Regions from separate parts of the Rattus norvegicus genome. Here region 2 is linked to region 1. The links are chromatin contacts, called in public Hi-C maps. All regions are on one chromosome and are shown on one strand. Each heading gives the region's core, a stretch centred on a gene start, on an enhancer-like site or on the middle of the called end of the contact. The rest is flanking DNA. Distances are from core to core; before and after follow the strand shown. Region 1 has its middle 80 kb from the start of Akap6. Region 2 overlaps Akap6 (A-kinase anchoring protein 6).

Region 1 (6,758 bases), core at 2,726-5,225:
AATTTACTGAAGAAATAAGCCTCTTTGCTGTTTTAATTAGGAAATTACAAGAATTAGTATCAGAGAATTTAAAAGATAAATCTATAACATTAAAGTGAAATTTGCTTCCTGCTGTTACTTTTCGGTCAGCATTTGCACATGAAGGTTTCCAGGCAGGAATAACTATAACCAGGCATTGCCTCTGCATTCCTGCTTAAAGGAGTAGAGCTTTAGGGTTCTAGGGCTAAAATGCTCATTGGCCTTTTATCAGGACTTAGAGCAGGAATGCATGGTCTTACTGTCTGTGTGCTCTCTGCTGTGTGATTGTGTTAACTGTAGTGATTTTCCCAGATGTTGCGCAGAATACTCAGAGGGCTAGTCAGAGTTGATTTTTTTTTTGTAGTACAGCTGTCTTAGGGTTACTATTTCTGTGATGAAACATCATGACCAAAGAGACTCGGGGAGACAAGGGCTTATTTAGCTTGTGCTTCCATATCACAGCCCACCATCAAAGAAAGTCAAAACAGGAACTCAAGCAGGGTAGGAATCTGGAGGCAGGGGTTGATACAGAGGCCATGGGGGCATGGCTTTCTCTTCATGGCTCGCTCAGCCTGCTTTCTTATAGAACCCAGGACTATAGACCCAGGGGTGATATCACCTATGATGTTCTGGGACATTCCCCATTAATCAGTAATTAAGGAAAAGTCCTTTAGGCTTGCTTACAGCCTTATATTACAAAGGTCTTTTCTCAACTGAGGCTCTTGCCTTCTTAGATGACTCTAGCTTGTGTTAAGTTTTATAAAACTAGCCAGCACAACAGCTTTCCTAAGTACATGCCCCGGCACAGCTCCCACCCTCTTTTGTCCTGTGTTTCAGTTATATAACCTCAGCCTTAGTAACCGATGAAAGTACATCTCTGGAATATGTGAAAGAAGAAATTATACTGAGAACTACTTGCTTAAATTTCTCTGCATGCTTTTATAAACGTGGCCTATTCATCCTTGTCTGTAGTAAAGCTCTGTGGAAATGCCAACTCAGTACTTGCAAAAATCCTTCTATTTTATCAGAAAGTAGGATGTAACCATGGCTGGAGTTCTGTCCTTGGGGCTGAGGTCAGGGCAGAAAGGAAACCATTCCATGGAAGACTGTCCCTGGAATGGCATCTGCATCAGAGTTCTTGAGTCACTTTGAGATTCTTCAAATTTGGGGCTTGGCATTTGTGAGAAGCAATCATATCATATCACAAAGGGTGGCGACAGCTCTAGAGGGGCAGTAGTCATGGGATATATTGTTTCATCTTGGATTAATACCATATTTATTTCTCTTGGGGCACATCTGAAGTGGAAACTTAAGGGTTCTTTGGAAGGTTGGTCGGATGCTGTTTTGCTGGGGCAAATGTGTGAAGGAACATTTAGCTGAAGTGGACACAGATGAAATACTAAGGCAAACTCGTGAAGGAGCGTTTGGCTGAAGCAGACACAGGAGAAAGGATGTTCTGCTAAAGCAAGCACGTGAAAGGACACGTGATGAATTCTTTACTAACAACACTTGTGTATTGGTTCACTTTACATTGTGTAGTTGAGCTGTGTTTGTTGGGACTCCATAGATAGAAATCCACCAAAAACCTTCTGGTGATATGCTGCAGTTTCTTGTCATTTCTACAGACTTGGGCTGATTGGCTGAGTAATGTCAACTGAGACAGACGAATGTGCGGAGGCAAGACCTGTGGAGGATAGGTGATGTTTGGAGGGTATAAATAGGAGCTGATGGACACTGGTGTGGGCTGAGCTTGGCTTGCTTATAGATCTAGCCTTGCAATGCTTGTTGGTCTAGCATCTTCACTGATCTTCTCTTCTTCACTGAGAGAGGCGCAGCCGAGCTCTTTTCCAGGCATTCCTCTCTGGTCCCTTCTGCTGACTCAAGCCAAGTCTGATGCGTGGCTGTCTCTTCTGGGTTGTGTCACTGCTGTTGCTAACTCGACTCTACTGAATTTGACTGCTGGTGTATCCATGACGTGTTTGTAAGTGGATAGAGCTGCTGCTGCCCGCTAACCTGTGAACTGAACTGCTGATGTCCATACAACACAGTTGGGAGTTGCACCAAAGAACCTTTCTAAGCAAGACCACTTCCCTCATAGCCTTTCTTTCCCACTCCCTCTGGTGGGGTGGTGGGCTAAAAGGGAGATTATAAAACATTTAAGAACCATCATTAAAAATAAGTTTTGAAGAAAATTAAAGTTATAAAGATTCATTCTCTGTGTGGAAATGTTAATTGTTCATACTTGGAGGTAAGTTGGTGGATATTTTTTCATTAATGAATTTTAAAATTTTTTGTACAACTCCTCCACAAACAAAAACAACACACCACCTGAGCTCCATACCTAAAACCATGGGGGAAGAAACTGGTCTCTACAAATTGTTATCAGACCTCCCCCCAACACTCTCTCTCTCTCTCTCTCTCTCTCTCTCTCTCTCTCCCTCTCTCTCTCTCTCTGTCTCTCTCTCATTTTTTTTTAAACCTTAAAAAAATCCACAATCTGGGGCTGGAGAGATGGCTCATCGGTTAAGAGCACTGACTGCTCTTCCAGAAGTCCCGAGTTCAATTCCCAGCAACCACATGATGGCTCACAACCATCTGTAATGGGATCCGATGCCCTCTTCTAGTGTGTCTGAAAACAGCTACAGTGTCATATAAATAAAATAAATAAATAAATAAAAATCCACAATTTATCAAAATGCTTCCTTTGTCATGACAACTTGCCTAGAAATTTGAAAAGACCTTCGATATAGGGTATACCATTTCCTCCCATATTTGCCCAGGATTGATGCACAGTTGACTGAAGCCAGGGACTGGCCATCTGTGAGCATTTTGCTGCAGCTAAACTGGGGGCTGACAGAGGTTGATGGTAGTTATTTGTATATAAAGAATTACTTCCCAAAGTCTTAGCTATCACATACCAAGAAAGATGATTGTGAAATGCAGGAACAAACTCAAGTATTTCCCAGCTGTTGTGGTACAGTTGGTATGCGTAATTCTGCCTGATAGTATTTACCTCTTGGTTGTCTAAGCAGAACTTTGTGGTGGCAAGTAAGGATTAGTGGGCACATCCAGCAGTTATCAAGGTAAGTGGTTGTGCCAGTGAGCCTTACACTCAAACACTCAGCTTGGTGATGTCCAGCTACCCTCTTAAGTTGTACTGTTTGAGAGGTTTGTCCAGGAATTATGTGCTGCACAGATCTTGTGAAGACAGAGGCCTAGCTAGAATGTTTCCCAGGACTCCGAAGCCTCCGTCACTTCTCATCTAAGCTCCTTGAGCATGGACATTGCAACAGCAACCCCTAGTGTGTTACAGGGTGAAAACAGGACTCTAGCTAATGAGGTGAGCTGGAGCAGGACGTGGCAAACAGGCATCTTGGTGTTCATTGAGCAACACAGGCAGATCTAAATGAGCAACATCGTGGTGTTTTCTAGGTCTCTACAGCTGGGGAAGGAGAAGACAGCAGGATGTTAGGTTTTAGATTACTTTAGAAGAGAATGCATATCCTAAGAAGAGGCAAAGAGTAGGAGGGAATCAGTAGGCCACTGGAGGAGAGAGCTGTTCTCATGAGCAATTTGCTATTCTCCCAAAGACCGAAAAACTTGGCTGTGCACAGGGGGAGTGGTTAGGGCTTTGCTCACGAAGGTCTTGCAGCTGATCATTCAGATTGGAGGCCTACTGTGGGGGCAAAAGTCTTTTCCCCCTAAGGTGGTTCAATTGAAATTCTAGAGATGTCAAACAATAACCTAAAGGCTGTCAAAGTGTACATGGATGATAGATATTTACTAATTCTAGAGTTTTGATTAAAAGGACTAGACCCAAGCAAGACAGGGAACTAAGAAGGAGGTGGTGGTGAAGGTGGCAATGGAGACACGAATCAGGGAGTATGGGTGTGAGTACAACAGACCCCACTTCACAGAGCTCACAGTTTGTTCGGTTGCCAAGGATCAGCTCGCCACAGCCCACAGCGTAGACCTTGGCGTTTGCATGTTTCAAGCATGAGTCACATACAGGCAGAGCGGGATTCCTCAAATGGAAAGTACCCACAGTTCAAGATGTTGTCTCCTGCTTGCCCTGTCTGTCTCTTCTGAAAAAGTGTAAAAAGTCCACCAGAGGGCTGTTTTCTAAAGAAGGCGTGATGAAGCCAGGTACTTTTGACTGGTGACAATGACAAACCTTGAGGTGACAGGATGGTGATGATGGGGTAAATCCTGACCCCAGGGGTGCTGAGCTGTGACTTTAAGGACTCTCTTTCTCAGGTCAGGTTTCATTCCCCATAGAAGCAGCTGCATTGATTCCTGCCAGGTTCTTTCCAGCAATAAAAAACATTCGGTCTCTCGAGGTGGATACCATTCGAGAAGGGACAGAGCCAGGACATCTTGGGGACACTGTTATTTGGGGAGGAGGATAAGACCAGACTGAAACTGAAAAGCAGAGAGGGGAACATGAAGAGGAAGTGTGACTCTAAAAAATCAAATTCAGGCTGCTTAATACTTAATGCTAGGACCTTCATTCCCGGGTTCATTTTCTCACTCGCAGCTGCTTAGATCTGAGAGTGGCGCTGTGTATATGATTGTTTTATGTTTCAGAGAAGCCCAGTTAGTTTTACTTTTCTAGTTCAAATTGTTTTTCACAACAACTCACAAAGCTCACAGTTGTAGCCGATTCCTAAGTTGCAGTGGCTTCTTTAAGAACTATGAGGTGTGGGATTTTTGATGTTGTTGTTGTATGGGGTGATTTTCTATTAGCTTTCTTGTTCAGGGCAGGGTACTGCAGACTGAAATGCTTAGTCCTAGAAAGCAAGCCATCTGACTTGTGTTATACCTGAAATATCCAGCTAGAATATGTTTTAGGAAATGGCTTTTCGCCTTGAAATATGAATTCCAGTACAGAGACACTGAATCACGGTTTTTCTTTCATGTAACTGACAACCGCACAACTTTTCTCCTTAAAAAGAGGCAATGCCAAATCCATGGACTGATTTGTTCTTGGAAAAGACTAAAATTACACCTTCACAAACACAGGCGACAGATGACCAGTCAAAGCTTTCACTGGGGCTAGTGCTGTTTTTAAATGCAGAAGCTACCTGCTGGGTTGTCTAAGGGGTAGAGGGTATTGACAGGGCCTTTGCAGTTTATCACCCAGGCTTTCCCTGTGTTGTGCTTATTTCTGCCATTGTTGCTTCTCTGTGAAAGCCAAAGTGTCATGTAGATAGGATTGTGGGGTGGAATGTGTTTTAGAATTTGCAGCATCCTTCCCAACACGTGAACCATTTACAAAAAATGTTTTTCACCTTGGTGGTTGAATTCAGAGACATGTGCCTGCTAATCACACCTTTAGCCCTGCTGGCTTTTAAAGAACTGATACCAAGGATCTTCTGAGAGACAAAATAAATAAAAAATGTTGGATGGTTTAGGAATTTCCAATGTGAGCGTTCTGCCACCTGCTGGAAAGGAATCGGTAAGCTCTGAAAGGCGAGAAGCAGAGAAGTTGGTAGAGTTGTGGTCGCCCCCAACTCCCACCCCCACCCCCATCCCGTCACTCTCAAGGTTGGACAGAGGAAAATAAAGCCCTAAAAGACTTTGTGTGTTTGGTTTTCTATCGAATCTCACAAGCTGAGAGCTGGTTATCCCACAGGGATTTCTCCTCTGACCTGTTGAACTCTCTCTTCCAGTTCAGGCGTGGGCTGCTTTGGGCGTCTTTAATCTTCTTAAGTCTAGGGACCCAGTATGTTGCCTGGTGTTCTCCTACTTACCTTGGTTTAAAGGGAACACAAAACAAAATATGTAAGCCAAGTTAGGCACCTTCATAAGCCCGAGGGACCAACTGACCTACTGAGAAAAGAAATAGCCTGTTTCTCTCTGTAAGGAGTCTCGCATGGCTTTTTATTAAACGATGCAGATCAGAGGTGTAAAGTACCATCCTCTAGACAAACTACTCTCGCCTTCCTGAGATAAGCCCTACCTGTTGGTAGCGGGCACCCATGGAGCCCGAGGACTGCTGTCATCATCTCCTAGAGAGGGCGTGGGAAGGGGATTGAACCCTCACTAGTGTGTATGGCCACCTCCCCCAGCCGTGTGCATACAGCTCTGCTCTAATTACATGTGGCCTCTGAGTCTGGGAAGGACTGAGGTGTATGAGCTGGGGAAGATTAGGGACAGGGGCTCCACCAGCAGCTGAAGAGGAAGCCACCATCCATGTTGGGTGAAGACTTTGTGTGTGGCTGCTTTGGGGCCACAATTGCTCCTGTCAGTGCACCCTTGACTCACGCTGTACTCGTAAGTCCAATCAATGTTCTCGTTGCCCAAGGTCAAATTTAGAGGACTTAAAACTTTGGTTTGTCATTGAGATTTGGGAGTGTTTGTAGGGTAGACATTTACATCTCTCTCCGAGAAGGAATTTGGGTGACAAGAGTTAAAAATGTTCATTTTCTTGGCCAAAGGAAATGTTAACAGCAATAAATCAACTCTCCCAACTCCTTACAAATGTTTTCCAATCTATGAAATCCCCAAATTTGGGCAAGCACAGTTTTAAAACCCTATGGCCTTGGCTTTTCTTTCATGTGACAACTTGTGAAAAAAAAAACCGGGGTCAACAATTCTCAGTTGTGACTTCTGCCTCTTCCCTGGAAAATTCTCCATGGACTTTTCTGTGCTGTGACCCACATAGAAACATAAAAATAAAAGCACGGTGGAGTGAGGGTGACGTCTCCTCACTAACTGGGTCGATGCTTCCTAGACGG
Region 2 (7,081 bases), core at 57-2,556, 220 kb after region 1:
AAATAATCCTTCAGTGTATAAAACTTAGTAGTCTCTGTTCTTACAAGAAATGTGACGTTTGGGATTTGACATTTGTCACAGGTCCCTAGGCAGTTCATTCTGGGCCTGGGGTTCTGACTTCTGCATTCTGAGGGTTTGTTGGGGATAAGAAAATTTCTTTGAGGGTCCAGAAACCAGATTAAGCTGACAGAGGAGCCAAATTATCCTAGAGCATCTGCAGTAGAAACATGGGCTCTTAATCAGGAGCCATGACGTGTATCCCTCCAGGTTTGGATCCACTCCAGAGAGCAGCCAATGGGTGTGGAAAACTCCCAGGGAATATGTGGCCATGGTGGGACAATCCCTAGGGAGGGCTCATCTGAGAGCCCAGAGCAGCAGCTGGGGGAATAAGTGTCTGAGCAGACAAGCAGGTCGCAAGGAGGATAAATGCACTAGCATTTCCTACAAGTGCTTGCACTGTTACTGTTGCTATTAAAGGGGGCTTGTATGGAGGGAAAAAAAGGGTCTTTAGTGTGGAACCAGGGAACTTCATTCAGAGGAGCCCCTGTGACAGCAGACTGATCTCTGTAATGCAAATGGAAGCTCTTTGCTGAGAGCCATTGTGTGGAATGCATGAGAACGTGGCAGTGCCTTGGCAGGGAGATGGCAGCAAGGTTCTCTGGACCAACTGTCTCCTGCAGCTGTGAAAGACACACAGCCTGGCTGCCAAATGTTGGACTCCTTTGTGCTTTGGCTGAGTTTAGCTCACTCCTATGGCAACTTGGGATTCAGCGTTCAGGAATATTGGTCCGGTCTGGACCATTGCCATCTCCTAGCAACCGGGGGAGATAGAAATTACCAGCTGGGTAATTTGATACTAGGAACTTGAAGGCCATGAAAATGGGATATAATGGCTGTTTGTGTTGCAGGGGGAGAGAGGGGGAAAATGATGTAATCCTAATGCGTAGAAATGTCTGGAATGCCACAGAGATTACAAAGGAAAATCCAGTTCAAACTGGACTCGGTCTGACCCAGAGTGATTAAAGTTGGGCCAAGAAGCTCCTTTAAACATGTATATTTTTGCTCCAATGTGAAACCCCTCTGGGGTTTTGGAACGGCTTATAGAAAATAGTTTATTCTGCATTAATTTTCTCTGAGGTTGACTCATAGCTTTATTTACATCAAGTTTTGAAACAGTGATTTCAGAGTAACATAAAAAACAGGTTAGGATTATTTTGTTCTGACTTTTGAAGGCACTGGGTACAGGGACCAGGGATGAGGATTGGGTGGCAAGAATGGATCAGAGACAATAAGGCTCTAGAGATCTGCTTCCTGGATGCTCGCACTGTCTCCAGCCTGCATGCACACCAGTGCACCAAGGAATTGCATGTTGGGAAACTAGAAACTGGAAAGAAGAAGCCAAAGGCAATTCTTGACAACAAGTTGTTTTTCCTCTCCCCTGGGCCCAGTGAAGAGGCCATCTGTTTTTCAAAGTAGAAAAGCCAGGAAATATAGTGTTTGTTCCTGGAATGAGCCAAGCTGTCATAATTGAATCAAAATTCCAAAGCAGCAAGGGAGAAAGAAGGAGAGGGATGGGAAGGCCGGGCAGGGTGGTTCCCCTTGCTCTCCGCACTCCTGTAGATTCATCCAGCTGTTTAGTGAACGTGCCTGGGCAGGATGCTTTAGAAGAGAGTGTGAGGTACAGTCACGAGGACTGGAAAATCCAGTGTTTTGCATGACAGGTAACTGCCTGGTCTTGTTCTCGGGATAGCTGGTTCACCTACTACCCCTACTACACACATGGCTTTCATGCTGGCACAGTGGGCAGCGCGCCCTGCTTTCCTGGTCTCGGTTAGTGGTTAGACTTCCTTGGCACGCTCTTACACGGCTGGGTCACACATCTAATGCACACAGCAGAGCACTCCTAGCTTTTCCAACAGCGCTGAGTGTTTAATTCCTCCCATGTGAAGAGGTTTGGCATTTGATTCTGTGACCCAACTTCAATGAGGTGAAGTAAAAAAAAAAATTACTTACAAAAACTAAATCTCTTTTGGTTGTTACCAATCTCTCAATTGGTTGTTACACAGAGCATAGAGAAGCTGCACAGACAAACAAGTTGTCTGATATGAAAACACTGTAGGATTATGAACACTACCATTGGGATTCTGGGAGAAGAGAAGGTCTCAGCAGTAGTTCTCAACCTTCCCAGTGCTATGACCCTTTAATACAGTTCCCCATGCTGTGGTGACCCCCCCGACCATAAAATTATTTTGTTGCTACTTTATAATTTTGCTAATGTGAATTGTAATGAAAATATCTGATATGCAGGGTATCTGATATGTGACCCTTGTGTAAGGGAAACCCAAGGATTAAGAACCACTGGCTTCAAGGCTTTAAGGTAACCAGAATGATAGATTGTTTTGCAACCAAACTAAGTGCTAGGGTGACTACCTTCTGGTACGCAAACAAAAGAAGCGGCCAGCACCTCGCAGAGCACAGTGCGTCCTCCAGAGTGCCAGGGTGTAAGGCCCCTGTGTAGATTACTTCCAGCTCGTGGGATCTTGCATTTACTTTAAAAATTCCTTTTGACATTCTACTTCCCTCATATTTCAAAATGGTTCTATTTCTGAATCTGGGTTAAATTTCTATGCTTTTTGCTATGAAAAATGAGAAATATGCCAATTTTGGAAAAGCAGGTGGAAACTTTAACCTTTTTATTCATTTGGAAAAGAGTTAATTTTTCAGAGTCCAGTGACATTCAATTTTAATTACATATATATTTTTTGAGGCACAGGAAGTATGTGTTTTTAACTTTTCTGTCTGGAGATGAAGACACGAAGTGACAGCCATTGAGTGTATAACAAAGGGATGGACGTTACAGTCTGGTACTTTTTACTCTGCCTATGAACTTGTGAATTTGTGATAGAGTACAACTTCCCTGGGTTTGCCCTACGGCACGTGCCTGGGCCACACCTCCTGCTAGCTCCACCTTCCGAGTTCAAACTCACGCAACAATCGGAAGAACTGAGGAAATTTTCTCCTATGGGGCTAAGGTTGTTAATGCAACGGACCTTCCAGCTGTCCCTGGAACCTGCCTTCTTATTAATGTTTGTTCAGCCTTCGTGTTGACTACACTTGATTCGGGCATCTCCTTGTGGATCATGTTTAGTGAACATTTTTGTTGGTAGTTCTTATTTTGAAGGAGGCATTTGGGCAGGACCTTCTGAAGGACCGGTGACGACTGTATTTACAGTTCAGTGAGGAGCAAACGTAGCATTTTGTAGCCTCTGTCCAGTGCAGGATCAAGCAAAACTGACTTCTGCCTGTCTGTGGACGGTTGTACTATGCTTCCATTACTCCTTCTGTTTCAGCCAGCTGTGCAGTCTGCAGGCACGAGGCATTTTCAGCTAGCTTTTCACCCCAGCTTTCTTTTAAAAATAAAATTTGGTGTGTGTGTGTGTGTGTGTGTGTGTGTGTGTGTGTGTGTGTGTGCGTGCGTGCATGCACATGTGCACTCGTGTGCATGCTTTGTATAAGTTTGGAAATCTGTACACAATGTGGATGTGTACCCGTGTGTGGAAGTCAAGAGGTTTTCACACAGGGGTCCTCACTGTCAGAGCTGACCACCAAGCCCCAGAAGTCCTTCTGTTACCACGTCCTCAGCCCCCAGTGCTGGGCTATAGGCACATACGACCTTTTTACATGGGTTCTGGGAATCTAAAGTTTAATCTTTATCTTGTGCTGTAAACACTTTTACCCACGAGTCATTTTTATTTAGTTCCTTTTAGAAGTGTCTCACCTGCATGTATGATTGTGCACTGTGTATGCTCTGGCTGCCACCAGAGACTAGAAGATGCTTGATCCCCTGGAACTAGCATTATAGATGATTATGAGCTGGGAGGTAGGTGCTGCAAACAATTACGTTCACAATTAATGAACAACGCTTATTTATACTTTATAAATAATCAATTAATACCTTTACTTTTTCTGCATTTAAACAGAAGCAAGTATTTAGTATATCATTTTTTTGGTACACTTCTATGATGTATTTGCATACATTTTTTGGATTTATGTTGAAAAAAAGAACTGATGAAAACTCTGACCTCATATGTTTACTGTTCCCATAGCAGTCAGCCTTTTGAGGGATTATCTACAGAAGATTATCTCCTGGGGAGGAGAGTGGATATCTAGAAGCATTTCCTAGGGGTTGAGAGGCAGGAGAGAAATGCACAGGGCCCTTTATTCAGGTGCCCTAAAGCCACATCACTTAGACAAGAGCAAACAGCTAAGTGAAGGCTAGACAATGTTAAGTAACTTCCCTGTGTGGCTGAAGATGTATTGATCTGTATGGCAATGCAAAGGCTGAAAGTTAGCCGTATTTCCCACAATCCGCTGTTATCCCACTGTATTTTACTTCTTTTGGATGAAGATTCAAATCCTTATATTACTGGGCCCCAAGCTAAATGTCTTTCTGAATTGCAGAGTTAAAGGAAACGGATAAAAATCCCCAGGTGGGAGCAGACGCATACACAACCCAATAGCAGCGTCCGCTCACATTTCTCACAAGAAGTAGCCGAGGGTGGAGGGTTGCAGTCAGTTCTGAGGCAATTCGGCTTTCTTACGTACATGGGTGTCCACCTGACCAACTCTTTACTGCCACAGTTCCTAGACTAGTGTTGTATCACGAGCTTGCAAAAATGCTGTCATAGTCACTGTGCTGGCCCTCTCCACACTAGATTGAGCTACTTTTTCAGTGATGCAGCATTCTTGTTTTAGAGATCCTGCAACAGCTGAGGCCAACATAGAGTGGTAGCTAGGGGCATGGATTCTTAGGGCATGCATTAGTCAGGATTCTCTAGAGGAGTAGAACATATAGAATTTCTCTCTCTCTCTCTCTCTCTCTCTCTCTCTCTTGCTCTCTCTCTCTCTCTTCCTCTCTCTTTCTCTCTCTGCGTGCGTGTGTGTGTGTGTGTGTGTGTGTGTGTGTGTGTGTGTGTGTGTGTACTATGGTCCACCTAATACAACTTTGGTTGTCTATGAATGGAAGATCCAAGAATCCAGATGCTCAGTCCACAAATCCAGATGTCTCAGCTGGTCTTCAGTATATGGCAGAACCATGAAGAAGCAGGCTCTAATGCCAGTAAAGAAATGGACCTGTTAGCAAGAATAAGAACAAGCAGGCAAAGGGAAAGTTTTCTTTTTCCATGTCTTTTATATAGGCTGCCAGCAGGTGGTGTGGCCCAGATTAAAAATGAATCTTCTCACCTCAAAATATCTAGATTAAAGTTGTATCTTCCCACCTCAAAGATCCAGAGTAGAAGTGGGCCTCTTCATTTCAAATGATTTAATTAAGGAAAAAAAGGCGCATATGTATGCCTGATCATTTGGGTGTCGGTTAATTCCACATGTAGTCGAGTTGACAACTAAGAGGAGCCGTCACGGGGTACAACTGCCTCCAGACTCCAGATCTCCTTCTTATGTGCTGCATAGAGCGGCTTTCTCTGCCTCGTTTTCCTCACTGTAAATGATGGCTATAATGGTAGTTTGTGTCTCCTAGGACTGCAAGGGTCATTATATTGACTAACGTCTGTGAAATGCTTAGGAAAATGCCTGGAATGCAAAGAGCTACATAGATGTGGCTAACATGAAGGGAGAGTCTTGGTTCTTCTACAAATAGGCATCACCATCCCAGGGCCTGGCCTTCAAAACGAATCTTTGACACAGCTTGACAGACCTAGTAGTCATCCCCACTAAACATCAAAATCAACCTCAGACTTGACACGTAGGCATATGCTGAGTATTGCCATGTATGACGTCTAAACTTCCTTTTATTTCTTCTTTTGATAATATGAAAGATGTGGTCCTGTCAGTAATGATGATATACGCTACACCCTCGGCACTGAGGAGATGGAAACAGGAGGATCGGTAGTCCGGGGTCATCTTCAGCTAAAGAGCGAGTTCGAGGCCAGCCTGGAATCTATAAGACACTGTCTCAAAAAATCAAATGCAATTAAACCATCTCCTGCATCAGCCTCATAGTTGGAGCTGTAGCTTCTGAAATATTTTTGTCAGTTATTAGGAGCCAACATTAGTGACTGTTGTTGCCAAGAAACATCACATGTTATAGTCAAGCCAAGTGACTGTGTGATTGCCATAAAATCTTTCAGGAAGACATTCCCCTCCTATCTATGAGACCATGAGTCAGTGTCAGGAAGACGAGTATCCTTCCGCCCACAGATGTTTGGATGATTGGGTAATTTAGTGAGTGCTGAGGAAAAAGTCTCCAAGCTCCATTTGGAGTCGGGATGCAAAGGCGCAGCAGTTAACGCTACAGCTGATGGGTGGTAACGATTGTAGAAGTTGACTGTCTACAGGTTGGAAAGCCAAGTGAGAGAGAAGACCATTAGGCGACACCTACCAGTACAGAACTCATGACAGCATGGCTAGGTGCAAAGAATAGATAATTATTGTGTAGTGAGAGTGAGTCCGAAATGTGTGTTTGCTCAAGGTGCCAGCTGAGAAGGAAGTTGACCGTCCATATAGAGACTATAGAAAGCTCATAAGACACAGGAGCTCCACTGAGATGGCCAGATAAGAAGAGAAGCGAATATGGCTTTTCAAAGTGGGAAACCTGGGGGATAGATGGAGGCTGACTACACGGGCAGATGGAAAGATAACAGTTGGATTAAAGTAGAAGATGGAAGGATTTCCTTAGTGCAATGGCCAGAACTTTCTGGATTCTTCTGAGCTATCCTATTTGGTGCAGAATAAAACTAGTATGTTGGAGGGAGTATGTCTCAGGTCATAAAGACTTAAGAAAATAGACTGAGAGGATGAGAGAGGGATGCCCATCCCCATTCCACAAAAACTTGATGCATTTAAAAAGAGCCCTAGCAATACGGGGTGAGCGCTTTCTGAAAAACGATTCTTTCGACTTAGATTTAGACCTAAGCACATGTGGCCTTTACTGAGCAAATAGCAACTTCTTGCCTGGATACATTTTTAGTATTGCATGCAAGTGCTTTTGAAAGTCGCGTGTGGGCCATCAAGGTTACTCGACAGATGAGGACTCAACCTCTGGAACTCGTGGTAGAAGGAGAGA

Evidence for each region. Hi-C and Micro-C count contacts between places; a contact is called where the count stands out from the background.
Region 2: a contact with region 1 is called in a Hi-C map of the A7r5 cell line, with 8 times the contacts expected there. The contact joins two enhancer-like sites. A contact is called at or near these places in 5 of 12 Hi-C or Micro-C datasets (the A7r5 cell line, the Rat2 cell line, Schwann cells and 2 more).

The regions. Positions count from the first base shown.
Region 1 is chr6:75,836,571-75,843,328 of GRCr8, forward strand. No RefSeq gene overlaps it. Among named protein-coding and RNA genes, the nearest start is that of Akap6, 80 kb to the right of the region's middle. Within about 2 kb of position 3,976, at least 28 of the 93 cell types and tissues checked have an H3K27ac peak or open chromatin away from gene starts, as enhancers often do. A contact at or near this core is called in the A7r5 cell line, where this site is marked.
Region 2 is chr6:76,058,720-76,065,800 of GRCr8, forward strand. The region is part of intron 2 of Akap6 (A-kinase anchoring protein 6); the gene reads left to right. Among named protein-coding and RNA genes, the nearest start is that of Akap6, 140 kb to the left of the region's middle. Within about 2 kb of position 1,307, at least 35 of the 93 cell types and tissues checked have an H3K27ac peak or open chromatin away from gene starts, as enhancers often do. A contact at or near this core is called in the A7r5 cell line, where this site is marked.